2 separate regions of the Hordeum vulgare genome follow, and region 2 is linked to region 1. A link is a contact called in public Hi-C data. All regions are on one chromosome and are shown on one strand. The core of a region is the stretch at or near the end of the contact, and the rest is flanking DNA. Distances in the headings are between cores, read along the strand shown. Region 1 holds the start of LOC123429570 (DNA polymerase epsilon catalytic subunit A-like). Region 2 holds the start of LOC123429591 (RNA-binding protein 39-like).

Region 1 (3,644 bases), core at 450-2,949:
ATTTGCATCTTCTGTTGGAGATGCTCTTAACACATTGCAACTAGCTTGTCCATTGGTTCAATTTAAGTAAATTTAGGTGACGCACTTAGCGTGTGAACCTCAGTCTACTGTAACAAGCAACTAAGGTAAGAAAAAGGACAGCTACTGAATCTGAACATAGAACCAAACTCATCACAATTATTGCATTTTCTGATGCATACAAAAGGATATACTGAATTAAGGATGCATATTAAGGGACGTACAAGATCCAGATCCTCTTTTTCAATTATTTCTATATCAGCGATTTCCCCTTCATAACGTCGCCTGAGATATGCCTCAACTTCCAACTCCGTCTTCTCCTGAACATTTCAATTCACAAAAATAGAATATCAGACAAGGAACAGATTCATCAGGAAAGTTCACAGAAATATTGTGACTTTGTGACATCTATACTTTGATGGGATACGAGAACAGATCCCTCAGAAAATCTTAAGCTCACCTTAGTTGCAGCATAAAAATAAGGTGGGAACTTGTACTTCACTTTAAATGTAGAACCATCCTGCACAAAAGCATAAACAATTAGACATGGCAAGTCAAACAGTGTTTTTTTGGGGGGCAAGAAGGTCAAACAGTGTTAGTGTAGTTGCGCTTTGTTTACCTGGGACACAAAGTACAGGTCAACACAGCTGTAGATTTTCCCTGTATCCTCGTCCTCCCATGATGACTGCAGGTGTTATTGCAGTGTAAGAAATCACATAAGAAAGCCTATTTTATCAGTTAAAATATGGCAGCAGCATTATGCGTGCTTTTCAGATATTTTATCAGTTAATTCACTTGTATAATGCACAAAATTTTGCTTTGAAAAATAGTTGTTCATTCTTGTGGAACCATGGAAATTCTGCAGCTTCAAGTAATTTCATTGTTACTTTAAGTTGCTGTCAGAGACGACATTTCACTATACCGACAGTAGAAGCAGACTCACCACTCAACACTGTGGACTTGAAGTACAAAAAAATAGATAATGGAAGTAAACAATTCCTTCCATGATTTCACACTCTGCATTACCTGGGTGGTCTACACACCCTACTGATCTGTCAATTTCTCAAGCGACTGCGCTTGAAATGAGAAGTACTTCTTCCGTAATGAAATATAAGAGCGTTTAGATCACTATTTTAGTGATCTAAATGATTTTATATTTGTTTACAGAGGCAGTATTTAACAGACTCTGCAGACAGCTGCTAATTCCATAATACGGTCGACGCGAAATTGAAGCTAGAGCGGCGGGATCTAGAGGGAACTCACGGGGGAGAAGGTGAGGAGCCAGCCAAGCCGGCGGTCGCCTTGGGTGTAGGGCGCGAAGCCAAGCCGGCCCTCGAGGAGTTCCTCCGCGCCCAGCCGTAGCCGCTGCTCCTTTGCCGCCGAAGATCCAGACCTCCGACCGCCCCAGCTGCCGCCGCCGCCGCCGCCACCGCCACCGCCGCCTCCACCTCCTCCGGCCGACGGTCTCCGTCGCCGGCCATCACCGCCGCTCATGCTCGGCTGCCCTCGGTAAGCTGGGGAGAGGGGGGGTCGCCGGCCGGGATGGAGCTTCTTGAATGGCGGAGGGAACGGGCTGGACCAGGGGCGCCAGCGAACGGCGAGAGGCGCTGTGGCGGCGGGGAGACGGGGATTGGAGCGAACCGCGCGATGGGGTTTGCGACGTGAGTTTTTTTTTTCCTTTTTTTTTCTGGAGGAGGCGCGTATTTGGCCGCGCTGCCGTTTTGGTTTTTGGCGGGCTACTTTTCCTTTTTTCCCGCTTCCTAACCACCGCACGTGCAATCCCTACTCCTTCCCTTAGCAGGCCTTGGCCCAGCAGATTTTAATTCGAAACTATTCCCAAAATCCGAAATCACTAGTCAGGAAGTACACCTCGCAACGGTTAGGCGGGGTGTATCCTTCACGCGACAAGTGTCGCGTTCTGAGCGCGTTGGAGACCTTTCAACAGTGCTCCGCGCGTGACACTTGTCGCGCAGGGAAGAGTCCCGTTATTTCTGGTTTTCGTTTTTCTGGTTTTCCCTTTTTGCAATTAAGCCCCTGAACAATTTAGGTTTTCTAATAATCCTTCGATCTATTTGTTCAGATTTGCTTCGTCCCGTCTCGCGACCGACGTTCGCTACCGTCATTCGTTCCGTTGTGATCGTCCTGCCGGCGTACGTCCCGTTGTGGCCGTGTTGTGGCCGTGTTGTGGCCGTGTTGCGGCCGTGCGTCTCGCTGTGGTTGTCCTGCCGGCGTCCGTCCCGGTGTCGTGACCTTTTCCGTCGTGGTCGTGTCGGTGTGGTTGTCCCTAGTAAATCGCCCTGTTGTTTCCTGTTTTCCTGTTTTCGTTTTTCCCATTATATTTCCGGGAAATTGAGATTTCAGGGGAAATTACGGGTGGGGCTTCCAACACGATCAAATGTCAACTTTCAATTCTGATGTGGAATGAGTTCTTATTGATCACCGTTCTTTTGTAGGTAATGGCTTGCCCCTTTTGCCGAGTTGTAGGTGGTTGTCGGGATCCCGATCCTAAGTCATAGGAATCCAGCCTGTAACACATCGCATCTCTTTGCGGTCTCACGCACGGTTAACCCCACGGCTGCAAGCTTACCTTAGCCGGGACCGTTTGCGCCTTTTGACTCGCGTATGCACTTGTGTCGCTAGCAATCCGATGACAAAGACCCGGATCGACATGTCTAGTCATAAACCAAAGTGGCAGTTCCGCACAGGGACAGGCATACATGACCCAGCAAAGCAGGTGTCGGTCACCAGCGAATGTAGACGAGTAGTAGCAAGCTACAAGGACTGCATTACATCGCGTAACATTTCCCCAAGGGGATAGACACAGCAGCTAAGAAGGACACACGTCGGTCAACCAATGTGTCCGGAGCAGTAGCGAGCTACCATGGCTCGTTGGATCACAAAGGGGCATTTCCCTGTAAGGAATGCTACTAAAGTCTACGGCTAGGTAATCGAACCCCATACATATCAAGTAAGACACACGTACGCATGGCATACCGATATGTATAGATACATCGATGGCATCACAACATAACCATAAACATACAAGCTTTATTTAAGTGGCTCGGAAGAGCCGCACAGATAATATTACACAGTAGGGGTCTCACGACCCATCATAACAGTCATTCAAGTTACAAGCCAGCGGAAGTAATTAAACTGTCTGAATACATAGAGATGAAACTAGAAGGCACGTGGCCTGACTATACTACAGACCCACCCTAGGGTCAGATCGTAGCTGGGATACCAGCTACTCGTCGTCGTCGATATCTAGGAAGAACCCTCCATTAGGGTCATTAACAACCTCTGCAACAATTATTAAGAAAACATGAGTACGGAGGTACTCAGCAAGACTTTAGGATAACTATCTACTCATGCAATATATCAATAAGGAATTATGGGGTTTCATGCGGAAAGCGAGCATTTGACTCGTGGTTAGACAACTTGCATTTTTAAATAATTTTTGACAACTTGATTTCTCGCACACGAGTCCACTAACACCACAACAATACTCCATCGTGGAATCATTCCGTCTCCGTACGGAAATGCCGTCCACAACACTCACGCTTATCTTGACAATTTTATGAGTAGCCATTGAAGTTATCTATGAACAACATATGTCTCCAAGTAGT
Region 2 (3,644 bases), core at 382-2,881, 980 kb after region 1:
CAAAAAGGGATCTGCGCATACGGTACCTTCTCCGAAAGAGGTGTGGCGAGTATGTTGGATTGGCGGCGAAGTAGTCTCGCATCAGCATCTCGTTCCCGAGATGACGATTTTGAGGAATGCAAAGACGGCCGATAGTCGATCCTCGCCGCCTCTTTCGGTGCTCGTCTTCGTGCTCCTTCACAGCAAGGGCCATTACCAAACTCTGCTGACGAAATGTGAGAAGCATCGTTTCAACATCTAAGTCATCCGAATCGGATGAATCCTAGAGCAAAAACTTCTCGCACAGGCTCAACTCCATCTCCGGCGGCGGCTCTCCCGCCGCGGTGGATTGGCGGATCCGGGGGAGCCGGTGCGGCGGCTCGGTAGAAGAGGGCAGGGGCGCCCCGGCGGCGCGATTCAACCCGCAGATTTGGCAAAATCGCCGGCGGCGGACTGGCGGAACCAATGGCCGGGCGGCGGCGGAAGGGGGTGGGGAAAGGGCACGGGTCCGCCCCGCCAACCGTTTCCCTGGGATACAGGGCACCGTATAGGCGAGGCGGAAACCTGTGTTTTCGCGGGTCGGGGAGGGGATTTTGCCGCGCCCCGCAAAAAAAATTACGGGCCGGACGCGTTTGCGGGGTCTGGTTTGCGGGGTCTGGTCTGGCAGCATTTTCCGCCCCGTATTTTGGCGGCTATTTTGCGGGTCAGGCATTATACGGGGTCTGCTAGAGATGCTCTTACACCACACAATTTTTTATCTAACACAAACAAATATGAGTAAAAAATCTCACAGGGATAAAGTATGCTCATTCTCTGGAACAAAAATTTACAGTGATGTCGTAGGAATTTCACAGGACACCAAACAGGGCCAATGGATTTCTGCCTAGAAAATTAACCTCCATATTCCAAGAGCGATAGTACTAGGGGATTGTACCTGAAATCACGGTCTCTGTAGTCACGGTGGCGGTCGCTGCGTTCACGCTCCCGCTGGAGCTCCCTCACCATCTCCTCCTCCTCCCCACGGCGCCGCTCTGAGCGGCTACGGCTCCTCCGCTCCCTCCCATTTTCCCTCTCCATAAGCCTGTCCCTACCCTCCCGCTCCTTTTCCCTAACCTTCTCACGGTCGCGGCTGCCATCCTTCTCCCTGACCTTCTCTCGGTCCCGGCTCTCTTCCTTCTCCCTAACCTTCTCAGGGTCGCGGCTCTCATCCTTCTCCCTAACCTTCTCTCGGCTGCGGCCCCCGTCCTTCTCCCTAACCTTCTCGCGGTCGCGGCCCTCGTCCTTCTCCCTAACCTTCTCGCGGTCGGCCTTCTCCTTCCCGTCTTCCCGGTCGCGGTGCTCACGGCCGCTGCGGTGCCGCTCGCGGTCTTCTCCCGAGCGAGGACGCTTCGATCCGCGCTCCTCTTGGTCGCGACCGCCGCCGCCGGCGGTGGAGGAGCGGCGGCGCGAGCTGCGGTCCTTCTCACCCCCACCGTTGGTTGAGGGGACTGACGGCTCGACTGCCTTCTCCAAGTAGTCGTACTCGTCAAAGTCCATGGCGGTGGGGGACTGGATGGGGGAGGAAGCGGAAACCCTAGACGGCGACTCCACGAGAGGAACGAGGGAAACAAAAGCTACAAAAACCCTAGAGGGATTGGGCCGCTAGTCTTTGCTACGAATACAGAAGCCACGACAAGGTACTATCAAAATGGAATGGCCAGTAGTACTAGCCGCCCATCGGCCGGACCATTTTTAACCATTGGATTACAGCGCTGATGGCCGTTAGATAAAACTAGGGACCTGTTTGGTTCATGGCTAAGCTTGTCATAACTAAATTTAGGCAAAATGTGGCTGTCATAAAGGTGTGGATAACAAAATGATCACCACAAGTGTGATAAAATTTGACAAAAAGTTGAGCCTATGACATGTGAACTATATAACTAGAAAAGTGTGGCAAGCCACAGGTATGACAATGAACCAAACACATGTCTTAAATGTTGTGGCATGACTAAGGTTAGGCGTCGCAACCTTAGGTTGGGAACCAAACAGACCCTAGATCGGTATCATGCCAAGGTGCAAGGATGTCGGTCCTAATAACATGTTCAAACGGATAAAGGTCTCATGATGGTTGCACTATTTCTGAATTTATTTCAGGATTTTCGGCGATCTACATTCAATGGAAATAGACGTTCACGTCGACAACGAGGTGTGTACGATAAATCTCAAGATGATATGTCGGTTCAATCTCTCGAAGATGCTCATAAAGATAGTGTGTGCATATGTACGTTCATAGATGTGAGTGTATGCGCGTATATATGAGCGCTTGCATTTGTACTACGAAAAAAACATGTTGCATTAGTAGAAAGACAAGTTTAGCATTTTTTTAGGCGGCTGCTACAAATCTGTCGGCTGATTTGTTTCAATCGTAAGCCGTCTCAGTAGTCGTCTGATCGTACGAGCCCCCACCGTTCGATTAAGTCCCGGCACCGCACCACCTGAGCAGCAGCGCACCGACGCCCTTCGTAGCATCTGGATTGTTGCATTGAAATGGTAAGAAAGAACAGACAAGTCCCCACCTGAACCCCCGCGGATCACGGGCGGCGATGCGACCTGCGGCGACTTCACCCTCCCGCCTGCCAACCTCTGTCGTCATTCCGCCCCTGCTCCACCGGCAGATCTCTCTCGCGTGCAGCGAATCGCGGTATGGGAGCCCCCCCCCCTCTCGACTGTTTGGACCATCATGACACGACACATCTATAAAGACATGCTTGCTTCAACTTCAACTTTTGCTCAAAGATCCGATGGATCCTGCTACAGAAATCCAACCATGTTCTTCCCAGAAAATCCGACCTACGGTTTCTATGCAAATTCGGTGAGTTCCTCTGTAAATATATCTTGTGTTGCAATGTCGTTGTGCAAAATTAACCTTCTGCTGTCAAAAATATGAAGCAATGCTTGTGATTCCCTGGTTTTTTAACTTGAGCATGGTAGTCTCCGCTCAGAAAATAAATCACTAGGGTGTTGTGAAAATGTTCAGAAAATGTGTGTTACAATGATGTATCATTGTCCTATAATGTGTGTGTGTTACAATGCTGTAAAAATGTCTTGAATTTGTATCCTTGTCCTACAACGTGTGTGTTAAAAATGTTCAGAATTTTCAGCCTTAAAATTTCAGAAAAGTTCATGTCGAAAAGTTCAGCTCATGTTGTATTGGAACAAGAAAACTAAAATAATTGACTTGATGTTTAAAAAGATTCAGTTTATGCTCCTATGAGACATAAAGAGTGTGTTGTCTTAATGTTTCCAATATTACAGATGGAGACATTTGGTTGCAATAGAAATAGATATTGTTGATGAAACTATTGTTGAATAAGAAAATTCAGAAACCATTGTTTCATATTGAAGATGATTTTTAGGATGTTCAATTACAAATGGAGTAACAAAAAAGAAAAAATGACTTTTGTAAGAACTGGTAACGCCATGCTTCACATAGCTTATGTCATGTAACAAAATAATTAGTATTACAGAGCATTTGCATGTTGTTAAAAAGTACTGATGTATGCATGTTATTCTTGATGGCTTTTTTGTAGGATGCTCATGATGGGACAACGACTCAACATAGGTACGCGACACATGGCTTTGTAACAAAAACATGAACGAATTCACATGCTGGACTCAACTCAACC

Evidence for each region. Hi-C and Micro-C count contacts between places; a contact is called where the count stands out from the background.
Region 2: a Hi-C map of leaf shows a contact between it and region 1, with 8 times the contacts expected there. The contact joins the promoter of LOC123429591 here to the promoter of LOC123429570 in region 1. A contact is called at or near these places in 4 of 6 Hi-C or Micro-C datasets (leaf and seedling).

What each region holds. Positions count from the first base shown.
Region 1 is chr1H:234,680,212-234,683,855 of MorexV3_pseudomolecules_assembly, forward strand. LOC123429570 (DNA polymerase epsilon catalytic subunit A-like) reads right to left here and starts at 1,700. Exons shown (of 49, transcript XM_045113602.1): 1 at 1,282-1,700; 2 at 638-703; 3 at 479-538; 4 at 243-338. The coding sequence starts at 1,512.
Region 2 is chr1H:235,657,381-235,661,024 of MorexV3_pseudomolecules_assembly, forward strand. It overlaps LOC123429591 (RNA-binding protein 39-like), which reads right to left and starts at 1,632. Exons shown (of 13, transcript XM_045113621.1): 1 at 914-1,632. The coding sequence starts at 1,515.